7 separate regions of the Mus musculus genome follow, and all the other regions are linked to region 4. A link is a contact called in public HiCAR-type, HiChIP or PLAC-seq and promoter capture Hi-C data. All regions are on one chromosome and are shown on one strand. Each heading gives the region's core, a stretch centred on a gene start, on an enhancer-like site or on the middle of the called end of the contact. The rest is flanking DNA. Distances are from core to core; before and after follow the strand shown.

The links. Promoter capture Hi-C pulls out the DNA fragments that hold promoters and counts their contacts. HiCAR-type assays count read pairs that join an accessible place to other places. HiChIP or PLAC-seq counts read pairs in DNA pulled down with a chosen protein or histone mark.
Region 1: a HiCAR-type map of astrocytes shows a contact between it and region 4, with 6 times the contacts expected there. The contact joins the promoter of Rrp9 here to the promoter of Dnajc13 in region 4. A contact is called at or near these places in 2 of 115 datasets of contacts at active chromatin or transcription factors (astrocytes and embryonic stem cells) and 2 of 9 other capture datasets (adipose tissue and liver).
Region 2: a promoter capture Hi-C map of hippocampal neurons shows a contact between it and region 4, with 2.6 times the contacts expected there. The contact joins the promoter of Rad54l2 here to the promoter of Dnajc13 in region 4. A contact is called at or near these places in 1 of 39 promoter capture datasets (hippocampal neurons) and 1 of 115 datasets of contacts at active chromatin or transcription factors (stem cell-derived neural progenitor cells).
Region 3: a promoter capture Hi-C map of liver shows a contact between it and region 4, with 2.4 times the contacts expected there. The contact joins the promoter of Tex264 here to the promoter of Dnajc13 in region 4. A contact is called at or near these places in 4 of 39 promoter capture datasets (hippocampal neurons, liver and stem cell-derived epiblast-like cells).
Region 5: a HiCAR-type map of astrocytes shows a contact between it and region 4, with 5 times the contacts expected there. The contact joins the promoter of Dusp7 here to the promoter of Dnajc13 in region 4. A contact is called at or near these places in 1 of 39 promoter capture datasets (pre-B cells) and 1 of 115 datasets of contacts at active chromatin or transcription factors (astrocytes).
Region 6: a promoter capture Hi-C map of cranial neural crest shows a contact between it and region 4. The contact joins the promoter of Rpl29 here to the promoter of Dnajc13 in region 4. A contact is called at or near these places in 3 of 39 promoter capture datasets (cranial neural crest, hippocampal neurons and pre-B cells).
Region 7: a contact with region 4 is called in an H3K4me3 HiChIP or PLAC-seq map of embryonic stem cells, with 5 read pairs. The contact joins the promoter of Dcaf1 here to the promoter of Dnajc13 in region 4. A contact is called at or near these places in 1 of 39 promoter capture datasets (liver) and 1 of 115 datasets of contacts at active chromatin or transcription factors (embryonic stem cells).

The regions. Positions count from the first base shown.
Region 1 is chr9:106,475,782-106,479,265 of GRCm38.p6, reverse strand. It overlaps Rrp9 (RRP9, small subunit (SSU) processome component, homolog (yeast)), which reads right to left and starts at 1,957. Exons shown (of 15, transcript NM_145620.4): 1 at 1,832-1,957; 2 at 1,513-1,595. The coding sequence starts at 1,918. Parp3 (poly (ADP-ribose) polymerase family, member 3) reads left to right here and starts at 2,317. Exons shown (of 11, transcript NM_145619.3): 1 at 2,317-2,773; 2 at 3,284-3,467. The coding sequence starts at 3,291.
Region 2 is chr9:106,787,554-106,790,658 of GRCm38.p6, reverse strand. It overlaps Rad54l2 (RAD54 like 2 (S. cerevisiae)), which reads left to right and starts at 1,446. Exons shown (of 22, transcript NM_030730.2): 1 at 1,446-1,679.
Region 3 is chr9:106,684,638-106,687,691 of GRCm38.p6, reverse strand. Tex264 (testis expressed gene 264) reads left to right here and starts at 1,740. Exons shown (of 6, transcript NM_001081654.2): 1 at 1,740-1,857; 2 at 2,697-2,763.
Region 4 is chr9:104,260,979-104,264,488 of GRCm38.p6, reverse strand. It overlaps Dnajc13 (DnaJ heat shock protein family (Hsp40) member C13), which reads left to right and starts at 1,559. Exons shown (of 56, transcript NM_001163026.1): 1 at 1,559-1,790.
Region 5 is chr9:106,366,771-106,370,050 of GRCm38.p6, reverse strand. It overlaps Dusp7 (dual specificity phosphatase 7), which reads right to left and starts at 1,419. Exons shown (of 3, transcript NM_153459.4): 1 at 728-1,419. The coding sequence starts at 1,253.
Region 6 is chr9:106,427,673-106,430,870 of GRCm38.p6, reverse strand. Rpl29 (ribosomal protein L29) reads right to left here and starts at 1,460. Exons shown (of 3, transcript NM_001324534.1): 1 at 857-1,460; 2 at 499-563. The coding sequence starts at 893.
Region 7 is chr9:106,820,248-106,823,305 of GRCm38.p6, reverse strand. It overlaps Dcaf1 (DDB1 and CUL4 associated factor 1), which reads right to left and starts at 1,382. Exons shown (of 24, transcript NM_001373930.1): 1 at 1,215-1,382.

The DNA.
Region 1 (3,484 bases), core at 708-3,207, 2.2 Mb before region 4:
GATGCTGAGACCTTATAAACGGCATTTAGCAATTCTGCTTTTTTGTTTTGTTTTGTTTTGTTTCCCAAGACATATTTTCGCCACGTAGCCCAGGCTGGCCTCAAACTCACAGATCTGTCTGCCTCTGCCTCCTAGGTACTGAGGAATTAAAGGTGTGCGCCACCACGCCCAGCACCACTTTTTGTTTAAAAAAAAAATCCCTTTTGAAAGAAAAGCTGTTTCAACCCTGAATTTAAGGTGTGTACGCATTTATTTTTACTTTCACCCAAGTTAGATCAGCAGAAGAAAACTGAGTGGTGCTTCTGTAGTTATCACATTTATTTCGTGACACAAGTTAAAAGACTTAAGAGGTGGTAAAGAATGGGCTGGAAAAAAATGGCTCATCGGCTAAGAACTCCTGCTGTTCTTACAGCGACCCTGGGTTCAGTCCCAGCACCCCTCAGGTGGCTCGCTCGCAACCCCCTGATGTGACAGTTCCAGGGGCTCCAATGTCCTCGGTCTCCCATGGGCATCAGCATGTACACACACACACATAAATAAATAAATAAATAAATAAATAAATACCCAAAGTGTTTAGCACAGGTCCTGGAGGCAGAAGCAGGCAATGTCTTTGAGGTTAAGGCCAGCCTGATCTATACAGGTTGTTCCAGGACAGCCATGGCTACGTGGAAAAACCTTGCCAAAAAAAAAAAAAAAAAGCTGAGCAAATTAAGGCACCACATATTCACTTTTAGAAGCAGAACTGATAGCCAGGTCTGTAATCCTGGCACTCGGGAGGCAGAAGCAGGCAGATCTCTTAAGTTCACGGCTACCCTGGCCTGTACCTATCACCTGCCGGTTTATCCTTTCTTCCTTCCACCCTGGCACACTAATACCCCAGATTTGTCTCTGGTCCCTGAACCTCTTCCCTACCGCTCCAGGACACTCCTCGTCTCTCCAGGCTCAACTTTTTAAAAGGCTTCTTCTGTTCTCACAACACATGTCTCCAAGATACACACCTGCAGACACTGACACGGCCTCTCTCCACTTGCCTGCTCACCCGTGTTCGCAACAGTGAAACAAGACCCTAATGTTAGGAAGGCTACATATGTGACAGTACAAAGCTGAAGCCTAGGATCATTCGAACCCAGGAGATCAAGGCCACCTTGGGCAAAACAACAGAGACCTCATCTCAAAAAGGTGCCCAAGGACACCAGTCGTTGTGGTACTGTGTGAAGATGGAATTAAGAACAGGAGGATGTGTTCTGTACCGTTCTCTCCTTGCCTCTCAATCAATCCAGACCTGTGCCTGCCTCCATGTCATAAAGCGAAAAAAGGTCCCAAGCTCTCCCTCCCACAGGAGCCCAGCGTCTTCCCCATAGACACATCAGAGATAAACGACGATATCTCACTGCCGGAAACTGGAGGGTAGACCCAGGATCTCGAGCCAAACACCCAGCTCTGTTGCCAGTCGCACTGAGTCTTCTAGTCACCACGAGCCTCCGTTTATCCTTCCTCCCGGTAAAAACTCACCTCTCGCTCTCAGAATCGCTGGAAATCTCTTCATTCATTTTGCCGCCACCCTTGGACTTGCCCCTGTCCGCAGCAGAGTCTACCTGGAAATCAAACGATCCTCTCTTGGTCACGAGGCCCAGGACTGAGAGAGGCAAGTAGCACCTGGCCCTGGCCAAGTAGAAGGTTTCCCAGGATTTGGTGGATAGAAGAAAAGAGATGTAGGCTTCCTTCTGACGGAGCCCTTGGCAAAGATACTTGCCCCGATGGGGGCCCTGGGATGGAACGATGGCTCTCCCAGGAGCTAGATCGGTCGCGCCCAAGAGTACACCATGCTCACCTTTCGCCGCCGCTTGCCGGCCACCGGAGCCGCCCCGGGCCCGGGAGCTGGCTTTGCCCGCTTACGAGTTGCCACGGCGGTCGACATACTGTTCAAGGTGCCGCTACCCCGAAGAACTCACATGGCTGCTAAACCCCAGCCGCATGGCAAGACCCGGAGCCCTGATAGGTTCCCACGGCGCAGCGGGCCCCACCTTCCGCAGCTCCATTGGGCCCTTGAGAAGATCCTGCCACGCCCCCAAACGTCTATTGGACCGACGCAGCTGGACACGCCTTCAAGAGCTCCTATAGGCTCCGGCGCCAGCCTGGAGTAGGAAGCAAGTCTCTCTTGCGATTTCCGGCCTGGGCCTGTGGCGCTTGCGCTCTGCTAACGCCTGACTAGCAGGGAGGGGTGGGGCCAGGAGGGCATGCGGTGCTTGCGTCTTATGGCCACAAGGTGGAGCCAGAGGTGCGGGGTTCTGTGATTTTTCCGCTGGAACAGCGATTGAAGCTAATACAACCAGACTCTAAAACTTAAGGAATGGAATTCAGGCAGCTCTGGAGAGGAGACAGCATCCGAACCCAGAGCCAAAATCACCGGGCAAATAATGGATATATGCTGTATGTGCCTAGTCAAAGCTGCATGAGGGGCCAGTCAGTCCGAGCGGCTTTGGATACGTCTACATTACTGTCATTTCATCTCTGGGACTGGCCACCAACCTCAGCCTACCCAGCCTCTGACTCACCCCACTAGCGGCCAAAAGCTGGAATTCTACACCACCCCCAAGCTCTTTCCCCTCCTCACGTGATTGCTGGGAAATCCCTACCAAAAACTAGCTGAAGGCTCACGAAGGGTCGCTAGATGGGATCCCAGACTTGGAACTTGTTTCTTAGGAGGCACATTCAGCATTCCTGATACCGGGCTGGATAACAGCCACCTCTTCCAGGGTCCTGTTTCATTTGGGTGAGTGTCCTTTGGCCCTGCCCTAGAGTCCTCTGCAGGGCAGGGAAGGGTGAGGTTAAAGTGGCTCTTGCTCTCTCTGGCACTTGAAAGCCTGAAACTTTGGCTGGCACCCCAGAACTCAGGACTGTTAGCAAAAGGCTACACCACTTGGTCCTAAGCTCTAGAGAGGTAGATCCAGCTGCAGAAGGGCAACTTATAGGGTCCTTCCCCTGTAGCTCAGATGATTCAGCCCAGCAACCTAGCCAGATGACTGACAGGAGGAGGAAATGTTCTAGAAGGGGAAGGGCCCCAGCGTGGGTGGGGTGAGCCGGCTTTCACTTTTTCTGCTGCCTCGGGGAACACCTCGAGCCAACTGCTTCCTAACTCCAGGGTGGGCAGAACTGACGGGCTCTAAGCTTCTGCATCTCTGAGGTACAAAGTGCAGGTTTGGAGATGGGGATATGTAAACCAAGGAGTAGGAGGCCAGCCTCCTAAAGGGCAAATCTGAACGCTCCCTACCTCTTGCCCCAGGAGAACCATGGCTCCAAAACGAAAGGCCTCTGTGCAGACTGAGGGCTCCAAGAAGCGGCGACAAGGGACAGAGGAGGAGGACAGCTTCCGGTCCACTGCCGAGGCTCTCAGAGCAGCACCTGCTGATAATCGGGTCATCCGTGTGGACCCCTCATGTCCATTCAGCCGGAACCCCGGGATACAGGTGAGCTGAAGCCATGT
Region 2 (3,105 bases), core at 197-2,696, 2.5 Mb before region 4:
CAAAAATAGATCCACTTGACTATTAGCAAGGAAGACCAGCTCTTTTGGGGGGGGGGAGTTGGTTTTTTGAGACAGGGTTTCTCTATGTAGCCCTGGCTGTCCTGGAACTCACTCTGTAGACCAGGCTGGCCTCAAACTCAGAAATCCACCTGCCTCTGCCTCCCAAGTGCTGGGATTAAAGGCGTGCGCCACCACTGCCCAGCTCTTTTAAGTTTATTTGAATGAAGAGCCATCAATAGCCATCTATATGTTTCAGAACAGTGGCTTCCTGAGAGGAAAGAATAGAAGAAACTTCTATCACGGGGAGGGAGGGGGGAACGGGACGGCGGTGGGGGAGGGCGGGGAGCCATTGTTGGCTCCTGTTACTCCAAGCTCAGTTATGAAAGAGAAATAAGTTCTTCATATAAGCTCACTTATGTGAAGAGAGATAATAAGTAAGGCTCCTTTAGAGTCTCTGGTCTCATTTTTGTCCCTCTGGTCATTTATAGGGCTATTATCTGTACATATTTAAACTTTTGTAATTTGAGAGATGGTTCTAATAACTGGACTGGTGCCACATGCCTTTAATTCAAGAACTTGAGAGGTAGAGGCAGGTGGATTTCTGAGAAACCCTGTCTCGAAAAACCAAAACAACAACAACAAAAACCAATAATGAACCTAACAAACAAAAAAAACTTAAAAAAAAAAAAAACCAGACCCACATACCCAATATTTTCATCTTTCGCTCATATTCACTTTGGCGGTGGTGGGGGTTGCGGGTGGAGAGCCAAGGTAATGTAGTGGAAAGAGACAACAATACAGCTCATAAGAAAGTGGAGCATAACAATCTCCAACTTCAGGGAGAAACCTACGTTTGAGTGCGATCCCCCCTCCGCAGTACTCCCCCCTCCCAACTCGGCCGTCGCCTCTGCTAGTTTTCTGGAGACAGCTGCAGTCAACAGGAACCACGGACAGGTAGGGAGGAAGGGAGGAAGACCGAGAATTACAATGGCATGCATCAATTCAAGGAAGAACAACTTTTGTTGGAAGCTACAGCTGTAGTAGCATTGACTTTTGACAGCACCCTCAACGAATTTACACCTCATATCCGCACTATCTCGTTCCCGGTATGTTTTGACGTAATACCAAATTGAGAAGTGTAGGAGCTCAGGCTCATTTGTACTGATAAGTGTGTGTTTTTGGTAGTTAGTAAAATCCATTCAGTTGGCTCTACCAGTTCCAGGCAGGTTCTAGCATGGGATTGTTTTTGTTTTCGATTTTGTTTTATTTCTTATTTTATTTTTTTAGTCTCACTTATTCATGAAAAGGTCCTCTGTAGTAAATACACCTTACTCACCCAAGAATCGCCGTTTAGTGTCTTTCCCTGGGAAAGAACAACAGGACTCACAGCGGAACTTTGCTGCGGGTGGCTTGTGTTCCCGCCCGGGTGGCCGGGTGAGAGGGCCGGGAGGGGGAAGCTTTCTGGCGCGGACCGCGAGCGGAGGCTGAGAGCGCCGCCGCCGGAGAAGACCGACCCTCGGCCAGAGCCAGCCTGCGGCGCCCGGGCCTGGCTGGCTGCTTCCCGCCTCAGCCGCTTCTCCGGCTCCCGCCGCCGCAGACACTGTCCAAGAGGGTGCGGCAGAACGCGAGGTCCTACGGCCCAGCCCGGTCCGGTGCGGCCCGGATCCGTGGCACGGGAGGTGAGAGCCCCTGCGGTCCCCTTACTCCCTGCCGGGGCCGCTGGGACCCGCAACAATGGGGACGCGGCCAGAGTCCCCGGCGTGCAGCAGCCTGGGGTAGCAAGCTACTCCTGGCGGCTTGGGCCTTGGGGGGAGCTGCGTCCGACCTGGGAAACTCCAGTGACTGTAGGCTTGGAGGGGGTCTTGGCATCCACCCGGGACTTCAGTGGCTTGATATTTTGGGATTTCGTTGTCAAGGAAGGCAGTCGTAATTACCGAGACTGAACTACAGTGGCTATGCGCTCCTGATGTTATATTATAACACCGGCAAACCGTGCCGTGGTTTGAGGGAGAGGGATTGTGGTTCGAATTTTAGGGACCCCTGTGGCTTGGTCCCTAGTGGACATAGGTGTGGGTCTCTGAACTCCCTCGGGCCGTCTGAGAATTTGTTAGGCTGAGTCGGGTTTGGGGAGAAGAGGCATGGAGAGTTTAGCTTCTCTGAGGTAATTGGTGAGTAGTTCCTGGAAAGGCACGAGCTTAGTTGGGCACAAAAGAGTTGAGCTAGGAGCTAGATGGATCCTTCACGGCTAAGATGTATCCGAGTTAAGAGTGGTTCTCAGGTAGGAAACTTGTCACAGGAGTAGTGTTAGCTGCATTGGGTTAGGAAAAGGCCGATGCGAGCTGGGGAGGGAGGGAGAAGATGGCCGGCAGCTTCTGGGGTCGAAGAATTGGCTTTATGTGGGTCATGGTGGCTGTCTGGGAGTAGAACAAGAGCACTTTGCAGAGTGGGCTTCCTGCTAGAGAATGACCTCTTACTGCGGGGGAGTGTGTGACTCAGATCTGTTAGATTACTGCTCTTGCTGGCGGATGTGGCTGACTGTTGATGCCTGGACTTTGAAGCTGGAATGGGTATTTGGGGGGGCTTAATGAATTTGTTCTAGAGGAGAGGACAGTGTGGACCTTTCCTTCTTACTCCAAAGTCAGTGTGGTGGCTGTCGCCGGCAGTCATTTAAGTAACAAATTTCTTAATGGTATTTGACTTTAAAGCTTTTCTCTGTTCATTTTTTCCCCCTTTGCCCTCTTTTTTGAATTGTGACTCATATTTTGTTTTTAGCACTGTGGCTATTGTTTGTAATGATCCACAAACCTAGACCCCATAGTATGTTGTAATTCTTGGAGCTTTCAGTACAATTCTTCTAAGCCCAAACTAATGTAAAAGGCTTCACTAACTTTTTTTTTTTTGGTATATTTTAATATATGTAACTATAGAGGAGGATGTGAAAAAAAATCTTTATAATTTCTGCTGCTCAAAGCTCTTTAGACCCCTAAATTCATGAAGTTTCATTATCTCTTACTGCCATGAAGTGATTACATTGAATCTGCTAAATCTTTGTCGTTATCATCTCAGCATCCTTGCTCTCACAGGATTTTATCTTCACTACAAATA
Region 3 (3,054 bases), core at 491-2,990, 2.4 Mb before region 4:
GAATGGGAGGAGGGGAGGAAATGGACAGTTCCCTCTAACCCCGCAAGTTTAAGAGGAGCCGCCCCGGGGACATACCCTCTGGCAGTCTACACAGAACTAAAGCACCTCAGTTGGTGATTACTGGGAAAGAGGAAGGTTAAGTCTGGGCTTACACTAAGTGGGGTCTGTGCTATTGAGAGAGGTCTGGGAATGTAAGGTGAGCCGGTCTCAGACCTGGTAGGAGTGTACAAAGGGCCTTGCCAAGGAGTCTGTTGCCCCCTGGTGGTCACTTGATAGCCGGCATTGTTGGAAGCACTGGGAGATGAAGTCTGGTGGGCTGATTCCCAGTTGCAGGCTCTCCTACAATAGAGTGCTGACATTCCTCAGGCATACCTGCAACTCTGATACTGAGTTCTAGAGTTCCCACCCAGGCTAAGGGAAGTGAGCCAAGACAGCAGGATGAAGAAAGAGTGTCTCCTGACAGTCATTTCCTGACACAGGCTAATGAGTTTCAGAGAGACAGAATTAACATGTGCTCTGAACCTGGGCCATGTGCCCTTCGTGTCTCAAGAACCCTATCTAGTGTACAGCCCACCTGCCCGAAGCAGCCAATCATTACCATGTTTGATGTTCACGGTAAAATAGCTATAATGACTTTCCTGCCCTCTCTACTTTGAAGACTTTTGAGTAGCTAGCTGCTTTTTCTTACCAGCCTGTCTACAGCATTGGGACATTTGTCTTGTGGATGACATTCAAGATCACATGTTACCCCATGGCTGCTGGCTTTTTCCAAAGTCATCTTATATGCTCTTTGGGTGATCAACTTTCCATAAAGCAATCTTGTCAGAAGTACTAATATAGTCCTTGGCCCAGCCTGTCTGGCATCAAGATTTATAAACAGCCAAGTTTACAAGCATAGTGGCCTTCCTCACTTCCAGCATAGATCTGGGCGTCTCAGGAGGTGCCCTCAGTACAGTGCTTTGAGATTCATAGGTCATCAGATCCTAGCTCAAGATTGAACCTGTATTGAAGGAGCTTACCCTTGACTTGGGAGTTACCTAAGTTATATTAACTTAGTAGAAACTCCCAGCAACCACAGCCAGGGCTGTGAAGTAGAAGCTTTGAAAAGAGGTGTTCCCTGGAGTGAACTTCCGGAGGCCAAGGCTTTCATTTGGTTCACTCAGTGTTTCCATAATAAAGGTTGGATGGAGGGATGGTCGTCCCTATGCTCAGAGAATCCCTGATGGGTGGCTGAGTGAAGACACTTAAATTTGCATTCTCCAGAGATTGTTCAGAGCATCTTTTGTTTATCCATAGCTTCCTCAGCTGTTAAGACCTGAGCAAGCGGCCAGACTTGAGAAGGTTCTGAGGGAAGGTGGCGAGAGTAAGACTGGTTCAGTTAGTAAGAGGCCGACATTGCTGTGCGGATCCTCTCTAAAATGCACAAACACTATTCAGTCCCGCTTTGGCTTCCTGGGCTTCTGGAGCAGGCAAACAGGCTGACTTTCCCGGTGCTTGGAGCCCGCCTTCACCCCTGCGCCTTCCCTTCCCTCCCTGTCGGCCAGGATACCTTGGGGTATTGGTTGGTTGTTGCTTGATCACCTTCAGGAGTTCCCCTTCATTGGAAGCAGGAATGTGTGTTGTGGGCCCAACCCAGCTGGGGGGGGGGGAGGCGGCGGGGGAGGCGTGCATGTTACCAAGGAGACGGGGCGGGGCAGGCCTCCGCCCTCCAAATCTGGAGCGCACGCGCCCACAGCCACGGTCACGTCCCGCCGCGAAAGGGGCGGAGCGAGCGCGAGGGGCAAGCGCACACAGGCTCCACGACTGAGCCCCTATCTTCCTCCGGCGCCCGTCCGCGTCCGTGGGGCCGCCGCTGAGGTGAGGGCGGGGCCAGAGGCGAGGCGTTCCCGACGGGGTGTCTGCCGGGGCTCCCCCTCATCCCCTCCCGCCTGCTCCCCGCGGCCTGAGCCGCCCTCTGCCCCGCGTCTGACTCACTGCTGGCCCAGCCTGCTTCCCGGGCCTGAAAGCGACGGGGAGGCGGTCCTGACCTCTCGGCGCGGATCCTGCCTCGGTGCTGGGTGCGGGAACGTCCGGGGTCCGTGGGACTAGAGGGGAACGGGCGGGGCCCTCACCTTTCAGCAGCGCTGCCTGTGGCCGCGCGTCGCGTCGCCGCTCCAAACTTTAGCGTGTCTGAAGTTGCAGAGGTGCAGGAGGCCGTGAAGCGAGCCGGGGCGGCAGGAAGCCGACAGCACGAAGCGGCGACCCCAAGGCCCCCCGGCTGCTAGCACCCAAGTTCGCCGGCGCAGGTCCCTTTAAGGGCCCGGCCCTCCGCAGAGCGCACGTGAGCGGCCTCCGGAAGCCTGCGCCTAGTCCCTACTCCGACGCTTGCGGGCCAAGGAAGTCATCTCTACCCTGCACCTCTGACATTAGTGGAAACTGAGGCCCAAGAGAGGGCACACGCTGCCCAAGGTCAGCAGCAGGGGTTGCGTTGGCGCCAAGTGTGGTAGTCGGGCCCAGTGAAGATCATAGGCATGACGTTGTGAAGCTGGACTTGGCCTGACTCCCCCCCCCCCCCCGCGCGATCTGAGGGTGGGGTTGGCGCGTTTGTAGACGGGTCCCCGTTCTGTGGGCTTTCCCTGGAACAGGGTTACTCAGGGCCTGCTTTGCTCACTGCCTGTGTCTAGGGCTGGGATGACTGTTCCTTTCTGCCCCCCTAGCGCCGGAGTACTGGAGCCCTGCTGGACTGGATGCTATGAGTTGCTAAAAGTGAGCCTGACTTTTTCGGTGAGCCTTCCCATCCCCTGTCCTCGCCTTTCTCTATTGGGTGTGGGGAAATTTGCCTTACTTCTTCCTTGGCTGACCAAAGCTCTGGGGATGGGCAGAAACATAGCCCCCTTTTTCTGAACAGTTTGCGAAGTGGAAGGAAGAGACAGGTTGGGAGCTAAGTTCCCTTAAACAGAAGTGTGTGGCAGTGCTTGTCACTCCCAAGACAGGCTATGGCCTAGATATTGAGAGCTTCTAGCCTTGAGATAAGCGAGGGCCAAAAGATGAAGTGCCTTTTTGGAAACCAGAGGA
Region 4 (3,510 bases), core at 310-2,809:
GCTCCTTTCACCTCTGAGAATCCATTTATTTGGTTCCAAATATTAAATAGAGAGGCAGTGTCAAGGGTTTAGTAGTTTGATGACCTGGGTGTTACAGTCTGGGGCCAAATCTCGGCTCAACCTTTTGGATGAACCTCACCTTGATTTAGTCACTTAGGAACTCTGGGTCAGCCTTTTTTACCAAATAGAAATAGGACCGCCCACACCTAGTTCTGGCAATACTCTAAGGGTCTGTAACATATACAAAGCCACGTAAGCACATGCTTTTATTACCCTGGGATAGGCCAAGGGCATCTTGTTTTGTTTTTCATTGTTGTTTTTTCCCCTTTCCACTCTACTTCAGGTCTCATCTTTCCAAGCAAGCCATTTCTGGCTGCTCACAGGCACTTTTATTTCACTGGGACAGTGTGGGAAAGCCTTCCTAAGGAAAAATCTAGTCGTCTCCAGTAACACAAATGGGTCAGTCGGCCAAAAAGTCAAGTCTGTAGAAACCATTTTACATGTTTTTCATCCCAAAACCTCCATCTATGAAACGATTCAACCACAGACGGGGTCCCTGAGAAATTCCAGTTCCAGGGTTGCTACACAATAATAATATTAGGCTCACCAGAGCATTTAAACCTAGAACTGTGTGTCCATACAAGTTTTTTTCCCCCCACAGAATCACGTTTTAGAGGGTAGTCTGCCCCTCTCACATCTTAGATGAGACACCGTCTGTTGCTCAGAGCTCTGACACAATTGTCATCTGTAACTTTGTTTCATTCTGATACTGTCACTCTCCTGAGTTCCCCTCTTCATATAGTTTCAGTGAGTTCCTATCCAGAGAGCAGTTCTTGAGTCAACTTACTTGAGCTCAAATACTAAGTCTACTACTGTGGAACTACACATCAATTTATTATCTGAAAATAGAGGATAATCCCTATCTCAGACGGCTGCAAGTTAATTGACCTTAAGTAGTTGGCCAATTAAATCCTGGCTCTGGGATCAGAGGTCCAGGAAGGCAGCAGTGTTAACTGTCCCAACACTTCACCCGCAAAGGCCTTTGACCTCTGAGGCTTCGGTCTCCATTATCTCCCTGAACACTCAAAACTTAAATCCGCGTTCAGGGTGTGTCAGTAGCGAGTAAAAGTTATGCCCACGATGCAGCTAAACCAGAGATGCGCACTGAGGCTTTCGACGGCTTCGTGGATGCGCCAGGACACTGAAGACTAGGGCTAGGTAACAGAGCTGCTCCTTTGCAGAGTTACAGTAGCCAATGCCAGCGTCTGGCTGAGAGGCGTGTCTCCAGGGATTCAGGGGGCGTGGCCTCTCGGACCGCTCCAGGGGGCGTGGCGCCTCGCCTTCTGCTTGGGCCAAGGCTCTCTTTCGCTAAGCGCACGCGTACTTCCCGAGAGGCGGAACGGCGGGCGGCGCGCACGCGGCGCTTCCCGGAAGACGGCGAATGGGCCACCGAGGGAGGGAGCACAGTGCTCCCGAGGGCGGGGCGCGAGGCGGAAGCGCCGAGGTCAGCTGACAGGGTCTCGTGACGGCCGGGGCGGCGGCCACGCACGCGCGTTAGGGTTCAGCGCTCGCAAGCCTGGTGGAAGATGGCGGCGTCCAGGGCGAGCCTCTGAGAGGCAGAGGGAGGAGCGGAGGGGTGGGGGCCGCGGCGCAGGAACCCGCGGCGACAGGCCCCGGCGGGGAAAAGGAAAGCGAGAGGGGACGGGGCCGGCGGCGCCTCCATCCTACTCAAGACGTGGAGCCGGCGGCGGGCGGAGCTCGGGCTGGAGCGCCTCCAGCCTCCTGCGAAGGTAAAGCCGCCTCCGGCTCTGGGTTTCTGCGATGCCGCTTCCCACCTTCGGGGACCCGGGGGCTCCGGGCAGGGACCCCAGAGCGGGCGGCGTTAAGCTGCTGTGTGTGGCTCGAACCTGCTGAAGCCGCGATCCTCCGTCCAGGGATCCCTGCGCTCGGACCCTCCCCTCCCCCGGCTCTGAGTGACATTTGCCCGGGGCACTGCCCGGCAGCCCCACCCCTCTCTCTGCCTGGCCGTCTTTTCTCCCATCACTATCCCTGTCCCCCACTTCTCTCGGCAACTCTCCCCGACTCAACTCCACACCTCCTTCCCCTGTGGGCTCCGCCCTCGGGATTCCCTCCTGGATGCCGGCGCCTCCGGTTTTCTTAGGTTAGCGGTCCTGCTTCCTTCCTCTGGGGTCCCGCGTAGACTCGATTTTTTTTTTTTTTTCTTTCTTTTTTCCTCGTCTCAGTTTTGTTTCGATTTGATGGGAAAGGAGGGGCAGCTGCTGTTCTCTTCCTCAAGTCCTTTATCAAACACCAAGTTTTCCCCCCAAGGCTTTTCCTTCTTGTAAAGTAGCCTGGCCTGTTCACTGTTGCCCGTGCTGGGCTGTGATTTCACCTCTGAACGCGGCTTTTGGTGTAGGTGAAGCAGCACTTTGGACGCCCAATGAAGTGGGTGTTGAGAGTACACCTGCGTGCCCCCGCCCCCCAAAAAACCCCTATTGTAAGATGCTAAATTAGCCACTCTTACCTTGAAACCGTTTCCCTAATCACTTGGTGGAAGGATGATGTAAATAAAAATCGCCCCCTAACACAGAGATGAACTCCCAAAGTAGTGATTTTTTACTTCCACGATCTGCTTTTCCCGTTTATTCTATAGTTTAGTTTTTTTTTTTGTTGTTGTTGTTTCTAGTGCCTCATTGTTTAACTTAATTTAGCTTACAGCATAAAAGCCCCTTTAATTTTCATATATAGTATAAACCAATGTTTAAGTTGCAATATCGCAAATGGTGGCTCTGGCTGTTAATACCACATTACGTTCAGGGACGGGACCGCCAGTCCTAGTTGAGAAAACACTGAGTTCACATTTGTTTGGAAACAGGAAGTACAAACAAATTAAAGGAGAAAAAGAGGAGCCAGAGTTAAGAAACAGGGATGTAAAGACCTTAAAGCTAGCTTGAGTCCTGGGCCAATACCAGCATTCGTATTCCCCCGAGAAACTATGGATATTCTTTTCTAATGCAGTAGTAGTAGTGTAAATCATACTAGCAAGCGTGACTGCAAACAAACCAAGTTCTAAAACGTGAATGTGCACAGTAATAAAGTTGCACACTGGTGGAGAGCATGAATTATTTGGTTACCCAGGCAGATGGTAATAACCTGTTTTTCTTAAACTTAGAAGAAAGGTTAATAGTGGAACCTAGTTCCCAATAGATACTAAGGTAGAGTTGAAATCAAAAGATCATGTTATACCTTTGTTGGCCCCATTCCTCCAGCACTTGTAATTACACGGGTGAGTTTGCAATGTCCCTTTCAGACTTCTCTCCTGCTTCTCTGAGGAAAGTGTAAACAGAATTATGCAGCTACATGGCAGCCCAGTTTTGCTTGTTGCTAAGGCTTTGGTCTAATATCTGGTGGGAGTTAAAGTGCAGTTTTTAGTTCATTATGTTTGTTTTAGTCTTCACATATTAGGATCATTTTTTTGCACTTAGAATGTTGTTTGTATTTATTCTGTGT
Region 5 (3,280 bases), core at 170-2,669, 2.1 Mb before region 4:
GAGGGTGCCGCAGGACTCCCCTCCCCTCCCAGCCTGTCTGCTGCCAGCAAGAGGCCATTTTGGAATGTTAATTGGAAACACCGGCTGCAGCCAATAGCTCCCCTCACCCCCTGGCCCGCAGGCAAGCTGCCTGTCTCCCCCTTCCATAAACTCAGGGGCAGCGAACTGAGGCCCATTCCCCATTCCCCAACACACACACACACTCACACCTGGGCCACTGCCCACACATCTGCAGAAGTGCCTCCAAGCCGTGATTCTGATTGATAGGGGCCATAGTGGGATCCCAGAGAAACCATCATAAACGGGCCCATGCACTGGAGGGTGGGTGATACTGAAAAAGGTACCTTCCCGATCCTATCTTCCTAATGACATAAATTCCTGTGGGCCCTGCTCTTTTCTGGGTTCCAGTACCGATCTCTCCCTTCCTCCGAGCTCAACTGGAGCCTGTGCGCTGTTGTCTACCCATCCACAGAGAAAAAAATTAAATAGGAAAGGGAAAGTTTGTTTCAGCCACTGAACGGTGCTGAGAAAGAGAACACAGATCGGGTTCCCTGTGCCTGGCTAAATCCACACCTTAGGGGATGGCTCCCAGAAGGGCGGATTCGGACCAGGGGCGACGTGGCGCCCGGCCTGGCCAAGCGAGTGGAAAGGAAACAGCCTGCAGCGAGGGCGCCAGGGAGCAGAGGCGCAGCCCCAATACCGCCTGGGGTCTAGGTTCTGTCCTCACCTTGGAGGTAGTAGGCCTGGCAGCCGTCGTCTCGCAGCTTCTGCAGGAGCAGGCCGAGAACGGAGGCGGGGGCGCCGGGCTCGGGCTGCCACTCCGCCGTGGCCTCGTCGTAGAGCAGCACGGTGGCCGCCTTGCAGCGCGTGGCGAAGCGCTCCTTGTCGGCATGGTTGGGAATGATGGAGCGGATGGGCAGGTTGCCTTTGCGCAGGCGGCGCAGCATGAGACCCGGGATGGCCAGGTTGATGGCCGTCTCAATGTGCGACGATTCGAAGAGCTCGTGCGGCCGGCAATCTAGCAGCAGCAGGGACGCGCCACCGCGCGCCTCCAGCTCCTCCTGCAGCCACTCGGCGCTCTTGCAGGGCATGGCCCCCGCTCCCGTCGTCGCTCCCGCTCCGATGCCTGCGCCGGACCCAGATCCCGCACCGGGCTCCGACCCCGCCCGAGTGCCCCCAGCCGCCGCCGCCGCCGCCGCCCCCGAAGTCGACATGTGCGCCCGCACTGGGGGCCCGCGGAGCTGGTTTTTCATGGGGATCCCGGGGCCGGGGCCGGGGCCGGGCAACCCAGCCCTGGGACGGCGCCCCGGCCGCGCTGGCCCCAGCCGCGTCTCCGGGCGCCCGCCTCCCGCCGAGCCGCGCGCCCGCCGCCCCGGCCTCCCAGCCTCCGGCCTCAGTCCCGCCCGGCCGGCCCTCCGCGCGTGCCGCGGCCTGACAGCCCCAATTAAACCGCGGCTCCGGCGGCCGCGCGCCCGGGCGTCCTCCGGGAGGCGGGGCCGTGAGGCCGGCGCCTGGGCTTAAAGGCACCGCGCCTCCGCAGCCCCTCCCCCGCAAGCGGCGCGGGAGCGCCCTCGGCCGGCTCCTACGGGCCCGCCTAGCCGGGACCTGGCTACCACCTGCCCAGGGGCGAGCCAAGGCGGCCTCGCAGATCTCTGGCTGAGCGCCTACATCTGTGCCTTGCAGAAAGGCTGCACTGGGACCCCACCTAACATTTACAGAAGCAGAATTTCTTCAGGATTGGGGGCAGGGGGCGGTCACCCAGAGCCAGTCTTCCCTCCTCTTGTCTGTTATCCTCATTCATTCTCTGATAGCGTTCATTCAACAAATGGAAACTGAATTCCTACTACGTGTCGTGCTCTGTGTTAGGCGGTCTTAGTTTCAGATGACCGCATCATCCCAACCCTTGATGGCCATAGGTTCCAGACCTGAGTTGGAGGGTCTGCTGAGGGAATAGGTGACTTGGGTTGGGGGGGGGGTGTTCAAGGACCGCTCTCGCAAATCGCAGGCAGAAGTGGAGGAATTCTGAAAGGACCAACCCTGGGTAAGGGAACGCGAGCTCTTTAAGAAAGCTTTTACAAGTGCGGTGGTGACTGGCCCGGAGTGAAGCGCCACGTGACTTTCCTATTGGGGCGGGTAGGAGGGAGGGAGCGCTCCATAATCAGCTTCCCTTCGCCTACCTCTCTCTCCAGGCACCAATCAAGTTTCGCGGTAGGCGGGCACGCGCTCGGCAGATAGTCAATCGCCGCCGAAAGAGGCTGCGGGGAAAGGAGGCGGGTCCCGCGGCGGGTCCACCCAGCTGGAAGTGGGCGGGGCCTCGTCCAGCGTGCTGTTCGGGCTCTCAGGCGGGTGGGGCTCAGGAGGTACGTGGCTCTGCAGGTAGGGCTCAAACAAAGCGGCAGGACCGACCGCAAGGTTTTGACCAGACCAAGGCGGTCTTTCCTTGGAGGGAGCTGTTCCTCCCAAGCCCCGAGTGCATTCTCTTAACAGGCTGGGGATCCCAACTTGAGGCTTAGTCCCTCACTCCGTCCCGGGCTAGTCATCTCTGAGCCAACTTGACCCTAACCCGGGATTGCGGTGTCAGGGGTGTCCGATCGGGCTACAGTTTCAATCTCCATCTCCCAATTAAATGTTCTCCCCCCTCCCTTTTTTTCTCAGCCGCAGGAGCCCTCTTCTACATTCGCTTAGAGAAAGGCCACAGTAGGGCAGCCAGGGAGGGTCTTGTCAGGAGGGGTTGTAGATATAAAGAGCTGACCCTTTTGTGAGTACTGTCCTGGACACAGCTGGTAGACAGCTTCCAGAGGCCAAGTGTTAAGTCCCAATCTGTCCTGCCAATTGGTGATGTGTGGTATATCCTGAGTACCAGTCTCCCTTCTTGGTTTCAGTTTTGCTAAGCGCTAAGCAGTGGTGACCGGGTTTCCTGTGTACTCTTGGCTGTCCTGGAATTCTCTCTGTAGCCTAGGCTGGCCTGGGTGCCTCTGCCTCCCAAGTGTTAGGATTAAAGGTGTGCACCATCACCTCTCGGCTTCTTTTAAATTTTTTAAAAAGATTGAAGTGTTTTCTCTATTTGAATGTCCATGGATCACAGAGGCCAGAAGAGACGGTAGGATCTCACAGAACTAGGATTACAGATGATTGTGAAGCGCTGTGTGGTGCTGCGAATCAAACCCAGAGAGAGACCTTTCTCTTTAGGAAAGATGGGCTCAGCTGATTTCATGATTTCCTAACATGCTGTTAGGGAGACATCCCCCCCAGAGGGACAAGCCAGAGTCACATTAACAAG
Region 6 (3,198 bases), core at 211-2,710, 2.2 Mb before region 4:
AGTGTCAGATACCAAGCCTAGTCCATCAGATTCACATCAGAGAGCGTGGTTGCAGGCAGCAAACAGACCTAGTACAGCCTCAGTTATCCCCAGTCTATTATCTGGGTGCAATCAAATGTACAGAACTAGAGTTGCGTTTAGACGCAGACCATGAGGTACCCAATATACAGAACGACTCCCTCCCTCCCTCAAGGCTCCACGGAGCAAGAGAAGCAGTTCTGTTCTCAGGAGATTACACCAGGGGCTGGGAAGGTCAAGGAAGGCTTTTCTGTTGAGTCTGACATGGGAGACAAGGAGAAGCTAGGCAACACAATCCCTAGAGCTCAGAGTTCGAAGCCAGCCTGGTCTACATAGTGAGTTCTAGAACAACCAGGACTACACAGAGAAATCCTAGCTCGAAACACACACGCTGGTGGTGGAGGAGACATGACTTACAAGAGGCCCTACCCTGTAGACCTGGAGCCAAGGGATAGTTTATGACCCACTGTCATCACTCACCCCCTTAAGAGATTCGTATCTTTGCGACCGGGGTTTCTTGATGCCATTTCTGTGCCATTTGCGGGCTGTAGGGTAACAAATATTTACAGGTCAAAAAAAAATGAGGTATCTTCCAATAAGACCACCTAACATCATGGTTGGCAGTCTTTTGAGAATACACTAAGGATGGGTGGAAAGCACTATGGGCTTTTTAAGCGGATTCCTGGCTCCCAAATTTGTAATCTCCAAAGTAGCTAAACACACAATCATCTTCAAGGCTCACCTGAAGGGTGACCTGCCCTCCCTCCAGCTCTGATCTAGCAACCCTAACCCAATCCTCGCTGGGGTACAGTCGCCAGCCGGAGCCCAAGGAACTTACACTGGTTGTGTGTGGTGTGGTTCTTGGACTTGGCCATGTCTGCACCTGCAAGAAAGCCACGAGATCAGTTCTGGGCTTCCCCAGACCGGCACACCTCTGCCGCCCTGAGCTGGGGTAACATGAAGAAACCAGAGGCTGCAGCAGACGCTTCCGATTTACGACACCCGCCAGCCTGGCAACACTCACAAAACGCGACCCCACCTCTCAAACGCGAGCAAGGAGGTCGGTCCTGAGACTGAGCTTGCCGGCCCCGGGGCGGCTTTCCCCGCCATCCGTTCCTTGAGGACGACCGGGAACCACCCCCGCCCGGCAATCTCGATGCCCCATAGCCAAGCAGCTGCCCGCCCTGTCCTTCCTGCCACCCGTGTCGCCTGCCTCGCGACCCGCCGCCGCCCTGTAGTCACGGATGTCATCGGATGCCGTAAGGCCAACACTCACGGTAACCCGCGGCTCCCGCAGCGCCGGAGACCGGAAGAGAAAGAGAAAGGCCCGCAGTGCAGCACGGGAAATAGGGCCGACACCGCCGGAAAGTCCAACGGAAAAGCTTCCCTCACTGCTGGCGGAGAAAAAAGGTTCCAAGGCCGGAAAGAGTTGAAGCCTAGAAAGGGGAGGGGTTAGAGCCTGGCCACGCCCTCTTAGCGTCACAGATTTCTTTCTTTGCTTAACCCCTCCCCGCTATTTTTTGAGCGGGTCTTTCTTGCTGTGTAGCCTAGACTGGGTTATAACTGTTCATCCTCCAACAGCAGGCTTTTGCTACTGGGGTTAAGAGCGTGGTGTTAGCATGGACCACGACGGCGGCCAGCCCGTGTTTGCTTCCTTCTCTTCCTCCAGTGCCTACTTTGCTCTTGGGCTAGACTTCCAAAGACTCTGAAAGCCGAGGGGGCCTTTGAGGGATGAATGTTAATGGAGCGAAGAATCTGTGTTCTTAAACAGCTCACCGGGCTCCTGTGTGGAATGCACTGGAGAGGGCAGAGGAGAGGAGAAGAGCTATGAGACTCATGCAGACTGCCACACAAGGGCGCTGGCTGCCTGAAGACAGTGAAGAATGTACTAGGGAAAAGAATAGACTGGATTTAGGGTGCCGAAAATTAGAGAGAGAAAAGCGGCAACGATAGTCCAAGTCTACTCCAACAGCCTGGGCTGGTTCCCCAGAGTGGCAGTTTCGTGGTTTCTTTTTTTTTTTTTTTTTAAGATTTATTTATTTATTATATGTAAGTACAGTGTTGTTGTCTTCAGACACTCCAGAAGAGGGAGTCAGATCTCCTTACGGATGATTGTGAGCCATCATGTGGTTGCTAGGATTTGAACTCAGGACCTTCGGAAGAGCAGTTGGGTGCTCTTTTTTTTTTAAGATTTATTTATTTATTTATTTATTTATTTATTTATTTATTTATTTATTTGTTTATTATATGTAAGTACACTGTAGCTGTCTTCAGACACTCCAGAAGAGGGCGTCAGATCTTGTTACAGATGGTTGTGAGCCACCATGTGGTTGCTGGGATTTGAACTCTGGACCTTCGGAAGAGCAGTCGGGTGCTCTTACCTGCTGAGCCATCTCACCAGCCCCAGTTGGGTGCTCTTACCTGCTGAGCCATCTCACCAGCCCTCGTGGTTTCTTTTCACATATATTAGATGTGAGATGATGCTAGAGAGGTGAAAACAGGCCTGTAATCACAGCTACTGGCTGAAGAATTGTAAGTCTGAGATGCCTGAGTAATTCAGGTAGACCTTGTCTCCGAAAAGCTTTTTTTGTTGTTGTTTCAAGATAGGGTTTTTCTCTGTGTAGCCCTGATTGTCCTGGGACTCACTCTGTAGACCAGGCTGGCCGCAAACTCAGAAATCCCCCTGCCTCTGCCTCCCAAGTGCTGGGATTAAAGGCGTGTACCACCACTGCCCAGCTCCAAAAAACTTTTATAATGTCAGGATATCCCAGCACTCACGAGGCAGAGGCAGGCAAGCCTCTGTGATTTTAGTTTATGTAGTGAGTTCTAGGACAGCCAGGGTTATGTAGAAAGACCCTATCTCCAGAAAGGCATGGTAGCTCACACCACCCACTCAGTGTATAGGGCCTAAGTTTTATACAGAAGCAGGAGAATCAGGGACTCAAGATCATCTTAAGCTACAAAGCTAGGACTAGGCCAGGCAGGGTGACACCCTGTCTCTAACAGCAAAAACAGTGTGCTGGGCAGATAGTTCAGTGGGTAAGAATGATTGTAGCTCAAACATGAATTCAAACCCCGGATCCAATTGTGGAAGGACAGGATAGACTCCTGACAGTTGTCCTCTGCCTTAAACACCCATATACAGGCTCATAAAAATAGTGATTTTTAAGAATTTAAAAG
Region 7 (3,058 bases), core at 133-2,632, 2.6 Mb before region 4:
GGCTAGTCTAAACTGAGTTTCAAGGCAACCAAGGCTACACAGAGAAACCCTGTCTCAAAAAACAAAAACACAAATCTTGAGATCAGACTGAAATGTACATATGCTTATAAAAGCCTTGAAGGTAAATGCCAGTAAATCCAAGGAGAAAAAAAGCCTTCAAAAGCTTGCAATAGGAAGATAGTGCTACAATAAGTTAAAACGTGCATGCTACTTAAAAGTCTTTGCCTGAAAGTTAAAAAAAAAAAAAAAAAAAAAACAGCAAACCCGGCAGTGGTAACAGACGCCTTTAATTACAATACTAGAGGCAGAGATAAAAGGATATCTTAGTTCGAAGCCAGCCTAGACTACAATGAGCTCCGGGAAAAAAAAAAAAAAAAGAGCAACGTAAGATAAACAAAAAACGAGTCATTTGTTCCTCAAAAACTACTACTAGACACACCGCAAGAGTATTTCCTCATCAAATGTTAAAACCACAGCAGTAAGAGGAAACGGACCGACACTTTCTAGGAACAGAAGACAAAGTATGGCAAATGCCCTTGAAAGCCCAACAAACAACTAAAAGCCCTCGGAATAAGCGCTGGGGAAACCTGGCAGGCAACCTTAGGTCAGACTCTGGGCGTCTGGACACCCACATACCTCTCTCCCCGTCCCCTCGCTACTGCATTGTACAAGTGGGAGGGGTTCCCGCCGAGCTCCGCCCCCTCCCCGGTCGGAGAGCCGGGAGGGTGCAAGTGGGAGGTGGCACGGAGCCGACCGAGGGAAAAGCCCGCCCAGGTGACTGAGGCTGGAGGCGGGGACACCGTTCCTGAAGGGGTCCGCCGGGCGGCATGGGAAAGAAGATGCCCCTCGTCCCGTGAGGGACAGAGACTTGGAGTGGAAGAGAGAGATTCAAAGAGCACCTCCTTTAGGTAGAGGCGAGCATCCCCTGCCCTCCACACCCCGGCGGAAGAGTTACTCTAAAGAGGCTTCTTTACAGGACGGGAGGAAGGAGCCGGAGGCCCCGCCCCCGGGCCCGGGCCCGGGCTCGGAAGGAGAGCCTCGTCAGGCCCCGGGCCCAGCCGCCTCGGTGGGCTCGCCCAGCCCCTCGCCGCCCGCAGCCGAAGCAGGTGCCGCCCCTCCCCCCAGCGCGGCGCCCACTCTCCCGCCCAGCGGGCCGCGCGCTCGCTCTCCTCGTGCCCCTGCCAGAGAGCCGGCCCCTTCCTAACCCCGCTCACCTTCGCGAGCGGCTCCGCCGCTTCTCCCCCCGACCCCTCCAGCGGCCACGGTTCTCACACACTGCCTCTGGTCCCGCACTCACTCTCCCTCACTCACTCACACACACACATATACACACACACAGCGCGACCACGGCTCCTGAGCGGCCCACATATTATGCGTCACTCGCAGGCTACGTACTGGTCGCGCGCGCACTCAGCGCGCGCGGGTGTGTAACGTTGGCGCGAGGCTCCGGAGCGGGGAAGGGGGAGGAGCCGAGGGACATCAAAGCGCTCCTGGGAAATGAAGTTTCCGCGTTTAAGGGCGGGGGAGGGATGATGGCGCTAGACCTACCATTAAGCACCACCTCAGCGCATTGACTTCTGGGATTCGTAGTTTTCTTTAAGGCGGAAGTGAAAAGTAAAGGAAGGAATAGATCTTTCTAAAAGCCCGGGCTGCCCGAATTTACTTAATTCTACCCTGTGTCATCTAAGGGCTCAGTAGGACACTGCCACATCAGGCTCGGAAGGATGCCAGGGTCAAAGAATGCATTTCACACAAATGTATTCAGAAACAACTGTACTCGTTAGAAATTCGTCGGTTTTCCTTTGTCTTTCTGTTAAAAACATATTCGACAGGAATCAAAAAACATCAGTTACCATGTATTATATGTGAGGCAGAAAAATGAAAGCCCTTTGGTGAAAACAACTAATCACGGAGGCCATCTAATTCAATTTATCAATTTTAGAGTTAAGGAAAATGAAACCCACAGTAAATGACTTGCCTAACTTCACAAACCAAAGGGAAGCTGCATCGGAAGGATCTGGTTTTGACCCAGCGATTCTGTGTGATAACATGGAAGATTACGATAACTCCACAATTGAGCAGAATCTTGACAAAACCTACCCAGACGTCAGGATTCATGCAACTCACTATTGTTCTTGGCATTCTGAGCGAGTTCTGTGCGTTTCCATAGAGCGATTACAGCCAATACGTTCTTGTGGAAATTATAAGACACTGTGGACCTCTTGTCATGATCAGATTCTACGGCTGTTACTAAGCCTGTATCAGAAGAGTGGTAGTGGCAGTGGCGCATGCCTTTAATCCCAGCACTTGGGAAACAGAGGCAGGCGGATCTCTGAGTTCAAGACCAGCCTGGTCTACAGAGTGAGTTCCAGGACAGCCAGGGCTACAGAGATTTCCCTCTGGAAAAAAAAAAAAAAAAAGCAGGAAGAGGAAGGGGAAGAAGAAGAGACAAAGAAAGAAAAGAAAGAAAAGCAAGCAAGCAAGCAAGCAAGCAAGCAAGCAAGCAAGCAAGCAAGCAAGCAAGCAAGCAAGAAAGAAAGAAAGAAAGAAAGAAAGAAAGAAAGAAAGAAAGAAAGAAAGAAAGAGAAAAGCAGCAGCCAGTATCTTAGGGCTTAAATCCACTACCACCCTACCCCCACCCACCTGAGCACTTCGTTCCTTCCTCACTCAATTATGTGCTTGGAGTAACAGCTGCTTGAAATACAAATTCTAGAGGGTGAATAGCAGTGCTACAGGCATATAACTTGTAATCACGCTCTTGCTACAACACAGCTTTCTCCTGTGCATCTGAAATCTTGTCTCTTGAGCTATAATGACCATTATTTATTTAGACTCTATAGCAGACTTGAATCAAATGGTTTTTTTTTTAAGATTTATTTATTTTATGTGAGTAGCCTGTCACTCTCTTCAGACACACCAGGAGAGAGCATCAGATCCCATTACAGATGGTTGTGAGCCACTATGTGGTTGCTGGGAATTGAACTCAGGACCTCTGGAAGAGCAGTCAGTGCTCTTACCTGCTCAGCCACCTCTCCATCCCTAAATCAAATGTTTTAAT